Regions from separate parts of the Bombyx mori genome. Here region 1 is linked to region 2. A link is a contact called in public Hi-C data. All regions are on one chromosome and are shown on one strand. Each heading gives the region's core, a stretch centred on a gene start, on an enhancer-like site or on the middle of the called end of the contact. The rest is flanking DNA. Distances are from core to core; before and after follow the strand shown. Region 1 overlaps LOC101745785 (nostrin). Region 2 holds the start of LOC101745636.

Region 1 (7,259 bases), core at 381-2,880, 51 kb before region 2:
ACATGCGCCACCCCAGCCGTAGCAAGACGGGCAGACTCAGCAAAACTCCCCCCCCGGGCCACGACCAACGTGTCGTCTGCGTAACAGATAACGCTCAGGCCCGGGAGGAGGGCACCTCTCAGCACCCAGTCATACCCGATATTCCACAAAAGGGGGCCGAGCACCGACCCCTGTGGAACACCGCGCACGACCGGGAACCGGTGCAGGATCCCACCGTGTCCGGTACACGTGACCGATCTGTCCTCTAAGTAGGAACCCACCAGCCGGCGAAGGTAGGGGGGCACTCTATGTCGTTCCAGCGCCCCCCCTATCACGGACCAGGGCAGGGTGTTAAACGCATTGGCGATATCGAGCGACACCGCCAAAGCCACCCCACCCCTGGAGACGGCCTCCTCCGAGAGGGCCCGCACGCGAAGGATCGCGTCTACCGTTGAGCGGCCCTCTCGGAAGCCATACTGCTCCGCCGACAGATCGGGTCCCACCCCGACTAGATGCTGGATGATGCGGGCTGCCAGAATGCGTTCCAGCAGCTTGCCCACCTCATCCAGCAACACGATGGGACGGTACCCGGCGGCAGTATCCGCCGGGCGCCCCTCTTTTCTCAACAGCACGAGTCTGCCCGTCCTCCACGATGAAGGAAACCGTCCCGACTCGAGGCAGGAGTTGTAAAGTCTCAAGAGTCGGTCCCCTAGGGCACCAAGAGCCAAGGCCCAAACCCGGCCATGGACACCATCCGGGCCGGGTGCAGTGTCTTTATGATGACTTACTAACATTTTATGTATAATTATCACGTTGAACGCTAGACTAAAAATTATGTTAAAATTTGGTTCAGTAAGTCGCGACGGACACCCTGAGACCGCCAAAAAATTTGGGTCTAGGGGGGCCTCGACTGACACAGCGTGTCTGCCATTTGACATTTCTCTGAAAATAATGAATAGTCACTGTTTTCATAAGTCGTTTTTTAGTTCTTTCTTGACAAAGTTGGCGAAAAAACACCTCAAGGATTTTTGCACGATTCTTGTTATATTGGTACGGTAGGGGAAAGTATGCTGTGGACACATGGTGTCCGTCATAGCGTTTAGCGTGTTAATGTATTTTTGGTACTTTCTTGACATTAATAACAAAATAAATTAAAATCTAAAGATTTTTTGCAGATAATTGACTCCGAAGCGCTTAAAAAATGTAGATTAATAAATCGATAGGAATGGTTTTAATAAAATAAAAAGAGTAACAAGAACATAACAACAAATGTGTCTAAACATTCCATAGTTCGATTCTGATACCTTTAGCTAATTCTTACTATTAGTTTTAAATCGATTTTATTGTAAAAAAGAAGAAGCAGAAGTTACCAAAGAAAAACAAATAGATTTATTATTACAAACCACAAGTTAAAAATACTACAAAAAAGATTCAACTGCAACAACTATTAATATGATTAATGATTATATGTTTACGAATGATAAAATTATTAACGTCTAATTAGTAGCAAGTGCTGCTCATATGATAGCAATTGTATTGCTTGAGGCTTGTATGAAGCAAAACTTGTGGCATACGTTGAGAATAGTCTGAGAGTATTGCGTGTTTAATACGAAACGATTGGTTGGCCGTTATGTAACCGACGCAAGCGACCGTTTGCTGTACATACGTCGACACATCGCGAATTGTTGTATTAGCTCCGTTGTAATAAGCTTGTAAACAAGTTGATATCTCTTGAATTTCTTTTTTGTTACCGAGTCATTTGATTCGTAATTTTATTACGTTTATTTAGTAAAAATCCGATTTCGGAGTAGTTTCGTTTTGCTTAAGCCCGTAATTAAATTGTACTGATAATACTGGTGCTGGTATTTTATCGATGTTAGATTATTATGTTTAGTAATTACGTATTTTCGCGTTATTTAGTTTTAGTAATCTTCTTTTTGTATGACCGTTGCAATTTACAGGTTCGGGCAGACACTCGAAGTAGTTACGATAGAAATGTATTCTACTATATTTTAGGAATGTTTTTCACGTTGTAGGCATCGTGACTAAGAAAAACAATGCATACTCGGGGTCAAAGGCCTCATACAGCACAACGGACCACCACTCTTTGTTTTAGATACCACGTATTTTGTATTTTTTGTAACTCGTACGTCAATAATGTCAATATCAATAACGTCAATAATATATACTACGGTTCATTGCGATCGAATGACTGGACACGTAAAAGTGAGTAAATACAAACATTTAAACTATTCATTTTTAAACGTTAGATGAGATTTGATTAGACTTAGGTATCTCATTAAAAGTAGAAGTATTGCACATTTATCAAGAAACATGCAAACAATTTTGAATCGTAATAATCTTTAGAAGAGAAAAGATGTCACAATATCAAATGACGATGCTGTATCTACTGTACTACTAGTTACTAATAGTTGTAATTGTTTAGCTACATTACATTAGATTAATCTTAATAACCATATAAAAATAAATAATAATCCTCTATTTAACACGGATTTTGTAAATAGATCGGTAAGTTTAATTAAAACTATATTTTATAACACAAATAATACACAATAGTTTTATGCTAAAATATAGGCCAATAATTGTCAATATCGATGTATTATAATAATACACTTTAAATACTAAATACCCTTACTAAAAGCATTCGGATTTTAATTGAATAAAAATATTTGGATTCGCGCCAGAATCATTCATCAATTACACTTGAAACATCTAAAAAAGTTCAAGATACCGTGGGATTGATACCGAAATATTTCGACCGAAGTTAATTTAGGGTGTTTGGAAATCTTTAAGGGTATCATTAAAAAAACAATAACATTACATTGAGATTGCAGAAGCAGCAACAATCAGTAGGTATATTACTCCGACATACACGTAACTGACCGTAGTACCAACCGACATAGATCAATTTCATAACTGCACTCTGCAGAAACACGACCTGTCTACAGAACAGAACGAAAACTTTACGCAATTTTATTCGGCGGCATCCTAATGTATCAATGTGTGCGAAGTGCATAGCTGTGCACACGGTGAAACCCGATAATAACCGAGAAAATCGCTTCATTATAGCCTTGTGTCAAAATAATTAAGAAATACCGACTTCCTTCCTGAAGCAATGTCGGCACGTAATATAACGTAAGTGTGAATTTGAATTGCCTATTCTAACGAGACCCTGAATTAGATATGGAATTATTTTTGAACAGCTCTGTGAAGGCTGGGCGCCGCCGGGGAAATCGGTCCCGAGGATCGGTACCCGAATAACAATCGATTCACGACAACGAAAGTGTTGCAGATTGATGCGTCGTTACCACAACGCCATCGATTGACTGACTTTCACTGGATGCCAGTGACCGAAGTGACGTCATCCGCGTCATCAAATACGAAGAACTTCTTCTGATCATTCGATGAAAAAAAACCGACATTAGACGTTCGTATACCCGCAAAAAGTAGCATGCGCCGGCCACAAGAAAACCAGTTTTGTATCGTAAATATTAATGATCTAAACGGTTGGTCAGATAGAAATAGAATTCTATAATTTATCGAATGATTATCAAGTTTTAACTTTCGTTAATGTTATCGATATTAACGCAATCGTTTCATGAATTGATTCGACAAATGTTCTAACATCACGTAAGATGTGAATGACGATAATTTGATTAAATAATAAATATACGAGTGTATTTGTGTACTAAACAAGTCACTGGAATTTTTTTTAAGAGAAGTCCACAACAACCTTTTTGCGATTAATCAAAATTTGTTGTACCGGTATCTTAAATCGCACCTGTGTGTGTCAAACGAGAAAGAAATTAAATCGATAACCTTGAATCGAATAAAATTTGATTCGTCATAACGATTTCCGATTAAATATTCGACCATGTTATATTTGGCAAGCGATACAAGTGCGACGGATCAACATCGAATTATCAGATTCAGATCAATACCATGTAGATAGGTAATCGACATTTAAATGACCCTGCCGACTTGAATTGAGAATCTCATTACAAACTCGAAACTCTTAATTGGACAACGTTCTAAAATTTAAACCGTGTTGTATAATATGATTTAAAAACAAAATCTTGGATAGTTTTTGATCTTCATATTACACATTCTTGATATTATAATTTAATGCAATTACAATTTTTTTATATTAACATTTGTTTTAAATTACAGACTGCACTTTTACTTTGTGCGGTGAGTGTAGGTCAACACTATGGTATTCATATTAATCTAATTAACTATCGAAGCATGCCAAAAGAAACGGGTTTCCAAACCGGTATCAGTGAATAACCATTGTCAATACATATTGAATCTTACAGATCGAAAATATGTAACTGTTTACATTTTTTTTAAACTTATTATTTATTCCTACCCTCGATCCTTTTGTTTTGACTATAATGCAATAGGTTACATAATTATTTTGATAGATTGAGCTGATCAATCATCTAAAACAGACCACATCCTTTGTATAACAAAAAAAACTCAATGCTTACCTTACTAATTCTCGCTAATTTACTTGCTAAGCTTTGTTTGATTATTTGTTAGAAATAACTATATAAACCGGCCCTTTGACAACACAGAACCCAGGTCCACTGTTGTATCGATGACCTGAATCAAATAAATCCTAGTTTAATTCGTTGAGATCACTGTATTTCTTCATTTAGTTAACTAAGGCAGGCATCTACTAATATGATGACTCACGGCCGTGATTGGTAATCGATAAATTATCGGAAGATCATGTAATATCTGAACGATTACTAATGGTGAAATATGGTGAGTTGTGATTGTAAATCATAATTCTAGCTATTGCACCCGCAAAACAAACAGATTACTGGAAAGTATAGGCATTGTTCTCAGCACAGAAACTCATGTCACAAGTTAGCTTCGGTTATATGCTGCGGTATCAAAACTAACAATAGATTGTTTACAATTTTGTGTGCCTGTTTTTGCTATATAATAAAAATAATTATACTTCGTCTGTTTTGAGCTTCCAAATAAACTACTTTTCTCGAACGCTTTCTAAGTAGATATTGACATATCAAACACGAATAGTCGGAAGTGGTATAAAATCTTTTGTATTTTATTATTGTATTAAAATCAGGTTCCTTGCATGCATAGCCCAAAAACGTGCGATCCTCCAAACAAAGGATCAACGCTTCGAGATAGCAGACGTACTATACCAGACACAAGGAAGACAGCGATATCGCGTCGTATTAAGTTTGCCTTCTCAATAAATATTGAAATATAACGAACTTTGTTCATATTTTAGTCTGGTTTTCGTTGTTTTTTTTTTCAAATATTTAAATTCAACAACATGTATTATAATAAATACATATGGTGATTTTATAATAGTTATAATTACAAGGACGAACATCATATGTATTCGTTAGGCGTTTCAACTTATGTCATCATCATCATCATTATCCTGCCCTTCTCCCAGTCACCTGGGGTCGGCGCAACATGTTTTCTCCTTCCATAATCTTCTATCATATACCATTTCTTCGCTCACTCCCCTCCTACCCATATCGTCTTTCACACAATCCATCCATTTCTTCTTAGGTCTACCTCTTCCTCTAAATCCTTCCACATTCATAGTTAACACTCTCTTAACAACCTCATTTTCATTCCGTCTCATCACATGTCCATACCATCCCAAACATGCACTCCTCAGCTTCTCTGTCACAGGTTACACATTCAGCTTATGTATATACATATAATGTAATTGATCACCTACCATATAAAAAAAACTTTTTATCTGGGTTTGTCGTGCTATGAAAGCAGATTAGGGGGTAGTTTTAAATAAATGATGTACGTCCGGCGTAACCGGCTTTTACTAGTATTATTAAAAAGTTAGATAACATTTAAAAATGTTACTCGCCTCACATAAATATACAATTTTAAAGGTCAAACTATTAATATTCTCAGAAAAGACTTCTTCATTGTCGATTTATTGTACGGTGACAAGACAATACGCATTGAATAACAGTTGATATGATCTAATCCCAATAATTTGTATAATTTCTAAGTACCGTTGATGTATGCAAGAGAAATTTCACTTTCACTCTCATACAGATGACAACGTGATAATATTATAAATAATTCAATTACTGACGTTTTTTTCTTGTTCGTTTTATCTAATAGGCTACCGTGACTAATGGAGATAAATGAGCGTATTAAAATGTTTAAAATAAAAGTTTTATACGGGCTATGTTTATTTAAAGGCTTATTTTGATTTAAACGCTTTTTTTTAATCAAAATATTTCATTCAGTCAATTAACACTATATGTAATTTAACATGCCTTATTCACATGAAAGTCCTTCATGTATAATTTATATTTTAAGTAGTAAGTAAAAGAGTTGGAGTATAGCTCGCTGGTGTAATGCTTATTTAACATCAAGCTATACTGGGTGTACTTATGCGGTACTTAGTACCTATAACTTTCTAGTGATAAGCTTTTTTTTATTGCTTAGATGGTTGGACGAGCTCACAGCCCACCTGATGTTAAGTGGTTACTGGAGCCCATAGACATCTACAACGTAAATGCGCCACCCACCTTGAGATATAAGTTGTAAGGTCGCAGTATAGTTACAACAGCTGCCCCACCCTTCAAACCGAAACGCATTACTGCTTCACGGCAGAAATAGGCAGGGCGGTGGTACCTACCCGCGCGGACTCATAACAGGTCCTACCACCAGTAAAAACCAGCTTTGTCCCCAAAGAACTTTGAGCAGTATGACGTGGGTCTGGGCGAATGGGTGCCATTGGTCTAGAAGCGGTCGTTATTGAAAATTTTAACTCTGATTTTCTCGCAACGAAAATGAGAGGGATGAATCTCATAAAAATATCTGTATCAATATAAAAGTTATACTACTTAGATTCTACTATAAAGGCATTTATCATTAAGAAAACATATTATTATTAAGCATTAAAAATAATAAATCCTTTTATATAACAATACGGTAACTAATATCAATACTAAAACCTGTTTGATTGGGTACTCTTTGAAAATATGATACTTAAGGGACATAAATATAGCAATGGAAAAGCATTAAAATAAAATTAAAAATGAACATGTCAAAGGTCCGTTTTATCCACGTCTCATATCTTATTAGAGAATTTATAATTGAAACAAATTTTAGTTTCCAGTCATCGTCGAAATCGAAAAAGGTATTTGATTGACAGATAAAAAAGATGTCGGATGTTAATTCTCAATTTTTATTATTATTTAAAGTTACATACGCGACCGTTCTATGTTTACCGG
Region 2 (7,034 bases), core at 3,027-5,526:
CTTATGGGACGATGCGGACGGGTACCCTCCGGGAAAAAACGTCCGTAACGTAAGATTTTTATTATTTATGTATAGTCATAGTATGATGTCTAATGTATAGTCTACATGATGACGGTTATTATTATTATTCATATAAATAGCTGTTTCTTTGTATATTATTATTATATATTTTTTATAAATCATTGTGAATAAAATAAAGTTGATAACTTTGTAAAGCAGTTTTTTTTTTTCAATAAAAAACATAATAAAAAATGTGTACCCGAATAATTATTTTCTTTAGACCTCGAATAGAACTTAAAATTTATATTTTTATAATAAGGAACTTTGTTCCTATCCGATGTCACACGACACCCCGCATCTTTTTTTTTATTGCCCTTGTAGGCAGACGAGCATAATGCCCACCTGATGGTAAGTGGATACCGTCACTCATGGGCGTCAGCAATGCCAGAGACACCGCCAAGCCGCTGCCTAAGGCTCAATAGATTCAAAGGCCAGATGGTACATGGCAAAAAATTTAAAACTACACTACCTATATTTACTGAAAATCACTTTGTAATAGACAATACTTACACATCGAAAACATAATTAAATCACAATAATATTTACGGACACAAACAATTTGTATACATACACCTTAATTCTAATACCACCATTGTAAGTCATTAATCATGGCAGAAATTATTTAATACTTATTTTATTTGCGTTAAAAAGGACGTACTTATTAAAATGACCTTTACAAGTGTCAAGCGATTAACAATTATTTGCAGTGAATAGTAAAATAATCCATATTTATACACTGCATGTCACAATTTATTATCAGAACGCAAATTCATTCTAAAAAACTTCAAGAAAGTATAATAAAATATGCCAACAAACTTTATCGAATAGGTACCTACTAGTTGTTTACGGTTGAATAACAAGCAGCATTGCACGAATCTGGCTTCCCTAATAATGGACTGTACACGTCACAAGGTAAATGTGTAATAAAACGTATAAATTTTGTATACAATACAATATAATAAATACACTTCAATTATGTTTTTTTTTTATTGCTTAGATGGGTGGACGAGCTCACAGCTCACCTGGTGTTAAGTGGTTACTGGAGCCTATAGACATCCACAACGTAAATGCGCCACCCACCTTGAGATTCAAGTTCTAAGGTCTCAAGTATAACGACGGCTGCCCCACCCTTCAAACCGAAACGCATTACTGCTTCACGGCAGAAATAGGCAGGGTGGTGGTACCCACCCGCGCGGGCTCACAAGAGGTCCTACCACCAGTAATCCACTGTGTGTATTAGCGATATAAGTGATGAAGAAGGGAATAGAAAATATTTGGGAACACTTTTTTGTTTTTTTTTTTCAACGAGTGTGGAAGTACTTATTAATACTGTCGCCCACATTGGACGGCGTTGGACGCTCATTACGCAAGCTCATTTACAAAATCAACATTCGTATTGGCAACTTTTTTCTGTTTCGATCTTTATCTACCGAGAAACAAATAGTTAAAGTAGGTGGGCAAATCGTGCGGTCGAATTGTTATTACCTATTATCATTTATGTAACCGTCGTTTGTATTTGTTCGTGTTTTGGACAATGTTTTTTTAACGTTTTCCGGCCAAAATTCGTCCAAAAAGTCTATAAGAAGTATAAAAACAAGAATACACTTATAGATAAAGTTTTAGTTAATAATTCTCTAATTTCATAAAGCAATTTTGATTAACCAGGTATAAATACAAAAATAAATTACGAATAACTCTGTTAATAAATGAATCATGTAAATATGTCGAAAAGAAAAAACAAACATTTTATTTTTCATTAATAATAGATCAAGACGTTTTATGGGCTAGCGCGAGCAGATATAGCACTCATGTAGCAACCATGTATTCCACTTTAAATGTGAAATATAATTAAAACGTGAACTTCATTTCTCAATGCATGTGAGCATTTCGTATACTGGATGCAGTAATAATGTAACACCAGATAAAGTCACTCGTCTGCCCATCTGCCAGAATAAAAATAGAGAAATCTGTATTTAAGCCTACAGTACAATTAGTGGATTCCGGTACACGTTTTGGCATACAACGCACTCAATGTAGAAAAAATTAACGGACTAAATAATTGTTTTAATTGTATGTAATGAAACGGGTTCGGCTAGTGTTATTTTAGCACTATATAGGTAATATTACAATTACCTTACGACTATGTTACAAAATTTGCAGTAAAATGGCCGTATGGTTGATGTTTCAATGCGATTGAGAATTCGATCGCATACCAAAAGGCGGGTGGCGAAACTTTCATTGTCACTTTTATAGACTTCGGAAGTCGGTTGAGATTGGTAATAGCAAAAATATATAAATAGTAAAAGTACCGCATAATCCCTAGTACTGTTTTAAGTGTGTTGCGTGGGAAAGAAATACAACATTCACCTAATTATCCTCGTACATATGCAATTTCCAAAAAAATTCAACACGTTAACAATGCTAATAAGAAATTATTTTAATAATTCATTTTGTAGGTAGATTTGCCTTTTAAAATATTGAAAAATGCTTACAAAGCATTCGCAGATAGAGTGAAGGAGAAACAACAGTGTATTTCTATTTTCATAGAATTGAAATAGACATGATAATGAAACCCACACGTTCTAATTGAACACCAGCAAATTCTACTTTTAATCGTTAATGGCATTTGAAGGTTAATATAAAAATTAATAAATTACAAAGTAGGTAATGAAATTCTTGGTTACCTACTTTAGTATTAGTTACTCATTGACCTTAACCGCCATCAAAAACTATATACGACAGCAAAAAAACTTATACAATATCAGTCATATTGTCGTGCCAGTAATACCATACCATACCCATACTAAGTGATAATAATTTAGGTATATCAAAAGTTTACCTCCAAAATAATTTATTAAAAATATTAACGGGTTATTGTTTTAAATGAAATTATCTTAATATTGAATAAGTTTAATCTTTAAACGGTTCCAAATATAAATTTTACTCTGTCAGAAAAGTACGTTTTTTTCCCCTCAGTAATTTGTAATAACAATTTTACGTCATCGTTTTAATTATTCATTCCTGTCATTCATGCGCTGACATTATTCAGTTAAACTTTTAGTTTTTAGTCTCAAAATGCCATACCTATAATTTCCATTTAATGAACAGCCTTTAAAGCCTTTTTATATCGTTTAAAAAAAACTACTGATCAGAATAGTGTTTCTTTCTGATCAGTAAACTAAGTATGTATATTACTTGAAAACTAATGGTTCGTCACAAATTTTCCATCATCGAAATACACGTAATACTGTCAACAAAATAAACATTTCGCTCTTCGCCGGCGAAACAAACAAACTAAACACTCACCGAAAACAGAGCAGCCGTAATCAGAGGCAAGGTCCAACTTCAAAATCACTCACTAATAAGTTCACAAAAGGCCGGGAGTTGAAATTTTTATTGCTAATTTCACTTGTTTTTCTCGTTGAGAAAAGTAATGAATTATCGCTGCGGCTAACGAGCGAGCTGCTGATACGTGGCCGACGTCGAACGAAGCCGGACTGCGACTGAGGATGAGGAGTGTCATGGAGTGACGGTCCGCCCGCCAGTCTCGCCGTTGCGTTGGTCTCTCGAGTCTGTTAAATTCAGCGGCGCGAGACTATTCCAGTGCTCGCGGCCTGACCGATTTGATTCGCTCGCCATCTTTGTGAAAAATAGATGTCACTTATGATTTACCGTTTGTTGCATAACACTGTCCTAATTTTTTTTTTATTGCTTAGTTGTGTGGACGAGCTCACAGCCCACCTGGTGTTAAGTGGTTACTGGAGTACATGGACATCTACAACGTAAATGCGCCACCCACCTTGAGATATAAGTTGTAAGATCTCAGTACAGCTACAACGGCTGCCCTACCCTTCAAACCGAAACGCATTACTGCTTCACGGCAGAAATAGGTAGGGCGGTGGTACCTACCCGCGCGGACTCACAAGAGGTCCTACCACCAGTAATTACGCAAATTATAATTTTGCGGGTTTCACTTTTATTACACGATGTTATTCCTTCACCGTGGAAGTCAATCGTGAACATTTGTTGAGTACGTAATTCATTAGAAAAATTGGTACCCGCCTGGGATTCGAACACAGGTGCATCGCTCAACACGAATGCACCGGGCGTCTTATCTCTTAGGCCACGACGACTTCAATTTAAATTATTTAAAAGACACCCAAAAAGGTCGGTAGGTGTAATTGAAGTTCACAACGTCCAATTTTTTGAAAAGTGTTATGTCACTTCCATTAGAATAACAAATTAGGCATCGCTTTGTTAGAGATTTCGTGTCGGAATTTACTGGCTTCTCCAAACAGAAATCCTTTATTTCGTTATGGAATCTAAGGGACGACGAAAATCTTTAAAAAAAACCGGCTTGGAGACACAAGACAGTAAATATTCTAGTGCAACTAAGGCTATAAGTGATTGTGGAATCTCGAAATCGTCATCGCACACTATCTTTATGAGAAAGGTAAAGCATGGAAATGAATTCGAAAAAATTTCAAAAGAATCGAGCATTGAATCCTCAGAAAGTTACGGATGCAAACACGGTATCGAAGGGAAAAAATATTCAAAGACGGTAACACTAGAAAAAAGCTTAGCCAAACATTTGGATCCTTTCGTTTTGGGTAATTATTTATTTACAAATTTTCTTAAGAATTTTATAATATTGTAATTAATATTTATTGTAAAACTAGCTGACCAGGCAGACTTCGTACTGCCTCAATCGATAAATAAAAGACCTAAACTTTTGTATAAAATAAACTTAAAACAAACAAAAGGAATCCGTCCGACGGGGGACACATCAAAGAGAAACATCAAAATTGTTATTTTTATTTATTTCTGGGCATTTTCATATTTATCTACATTTTAAACCTTCCCTGGACTTCCACGAATAATTCAAGATCAAAATTAGCCAAACCCGTCCAGCCGTTCTCGAGTTTTAGCGAGACTAACGAACAGGATTTTACTGGTGGTAGGACCTCTTGGGAGTCCGCACGGGTAGGTACCACCACCCCGCCTATTTCCGCCGTGAAGCAGTAATGCGTTTCGGTTCGAAGGGTGGGGTAGCCGTTGTAATTATACTGAGACCTTAGAACTTATATCTCGAGGTGGGTGGCGCATTTACGTTGTAGATGTCTATGGGCTCCGGTAACCACTTAACATCAGGTGGGCTGTGAGCTCGTCCATCCATCTAAGCAATAAAAAAAAACCAAGAAATCATGTATATATATATATATATAGATTATGTGTTGCAACTAGTAGTACCTAAGCTGATACATAAAATTCAACAATCGTTGTAGTACAAAGAAAGCGTCCTACCATAAGGAAAGTAGTTATTTTAGGACACATCGCTTTCCATTGCACACTTATCCTTTTAATGAAATTAATTTCACTGGACCGTATGACCTCCAAGCGATACTATTGTTTGACGACGGTCTTACCTTTTCATTAATACAACTAGTCAGTTATTCTATTATTCTCCAAAGCGTACAAGCGCAAACGACAATCCATCTGTTTTAAAACGGTTACTAGAAACTATAGATATCGTATCGAGAATGCCGTCTTCTTTCTTGTTAAGGAATAGTTTTAATTTAGTCAGAATTTCGGCTATGCCACCATTGGGTTACATTACCGGTACACATGATTGCCTCGCTGTGCAGAAATAAACCAAAATTGGTAGTTTTTAGTAAAATGGGGAAGCTAGTCAGGTCAAGAAATTCATTATTTAACTCTGAGAAAAAATTACAACATTTATTAAATTACAATCAATGGTAATCTCCTAAGAGCAAATGAAATTAATATAATAAATTATGTGAAAATATGTTGCCTAGAATGGAATAGTCACTTTATTTGTAGCCTCTCAAAGTGCCTATAGGTACAGCGAGCAAACGAACAATGAGTGTTAAAAGACCGCATTTGACTATAGAGGTCGTATTGATTGAGGGAGGGTGCTTAGGTACGGTTCCTAACACAAAAAATATCAATTAAAACATTCTATTTTTAAGTGCATTCTTAATGTCACTATTGGGAACAAAATTTACGGCATTTTCTTAATAAACATACTCAAACTCTTAGATCCAATGGCGGTAACATTATTTTAAAATGATGATTTCTATCTTAGTTCTTGGACAAATCTCATGACAATAGTAAACATCGATCGATTAGTAATAATTATTTTTTCTAATAACTGCACTAGATCGCATGTTTTGCCTTTAAAGGTTGAAACTTGAACTCCGATAACGAAGAACCTATGAATAAACGTATAACCTTCTATTTTATATTTTCATTTTATAGTCGAGCAATGTTGGAATTAATAAAGGGCTGAGTCATTAAAATTTGTAATGGTGATATTTGATGAATTAAATATTATTTCTAGAATTTTTGGCTTAATTTCGTAAATAACGGGAGTAAATTAAAAAAATATATTTGATGTATCCTGGTACATAATTTTTTATTTATTTATTTATTTGGGGCTGCCCAAATCACTTCATGGGGCGGGAGGAGGGTGTTCGCCAAGATTCAGCCCCTGTGAGGAAAAAGTCTACTCCCGGTGTTGATGACAGGGCAATCTGAGAGGGTAAAGGCTCCACCGTAGGATACCGTTTCGACGGACGCACTGTGGAAGAGCAACACGGTCGGCAGGGTATCGCGTTCTGACCCGCCGGGCTGGGTCTAGCCCAGCGGGGTATCCCGGAAAACGAATGGCACCACTCGGGCGGCATAACAGTACTGTGCAAATCGGCCTCGTATGTCGTCGACGACCCCTTGATCGGACATCCTCGGGGTGGCACCGCGAATCTGATTGTAGTGTTGAACGCGGGAACCCCCTTACTCAGTCCGGGTTCTAAGCCTGGGTGGAGATCGGACGTCGGGCGAAAGAGTACAAGAGAAATATTTTGGTGGGTAGGCCCAAAAATCATCCTTGGACCCGCGCTTCGCTCCCAACATGGGTGGACTGTCAAGACCTACATACCCGCGCGACTCCTACG

What was found. Hi-C and Micro-C count contacts between places; a contact is called where the count stands out from the background.
Region 1: a contact with region 2 is called in a Hi-C map of whole pupa, with 1.4 times the contacts expected there. The contact joins the enhancer-like site here to the promoter of LOC101745636 in region 2. A contact is called at or near these places in 2 of 7 Hi-C or Micro-C datasets (both in whole pupa).

Annotation. Positions count from the first base shown.
Region 1 is chr1:15,377,307-15,384,565 of ASM3026992v2, reverse strand. All of the region lies in intron 1 of LOC101745785 (nostrin), which reads right to left. Among protein-coding and RNA genes, the nearest start is that of LOC101745785, 45 kb to the right of the region's middle. Within about 2 kb of position 1,630, at least 3 of the 8 cell types and tissues checked have open chromatin away from gene starts, as enhancers often do.
Region 2 is chr1:15,328,880-15,335,913 of ASM3026992v2, reverse strand. LOC101745636 reads left to right here and starts at 4,276. Exons shown (of 18, transcript XM_062670084.1): 1 at 4,276-4,670. The coding sequence starts at 4,376.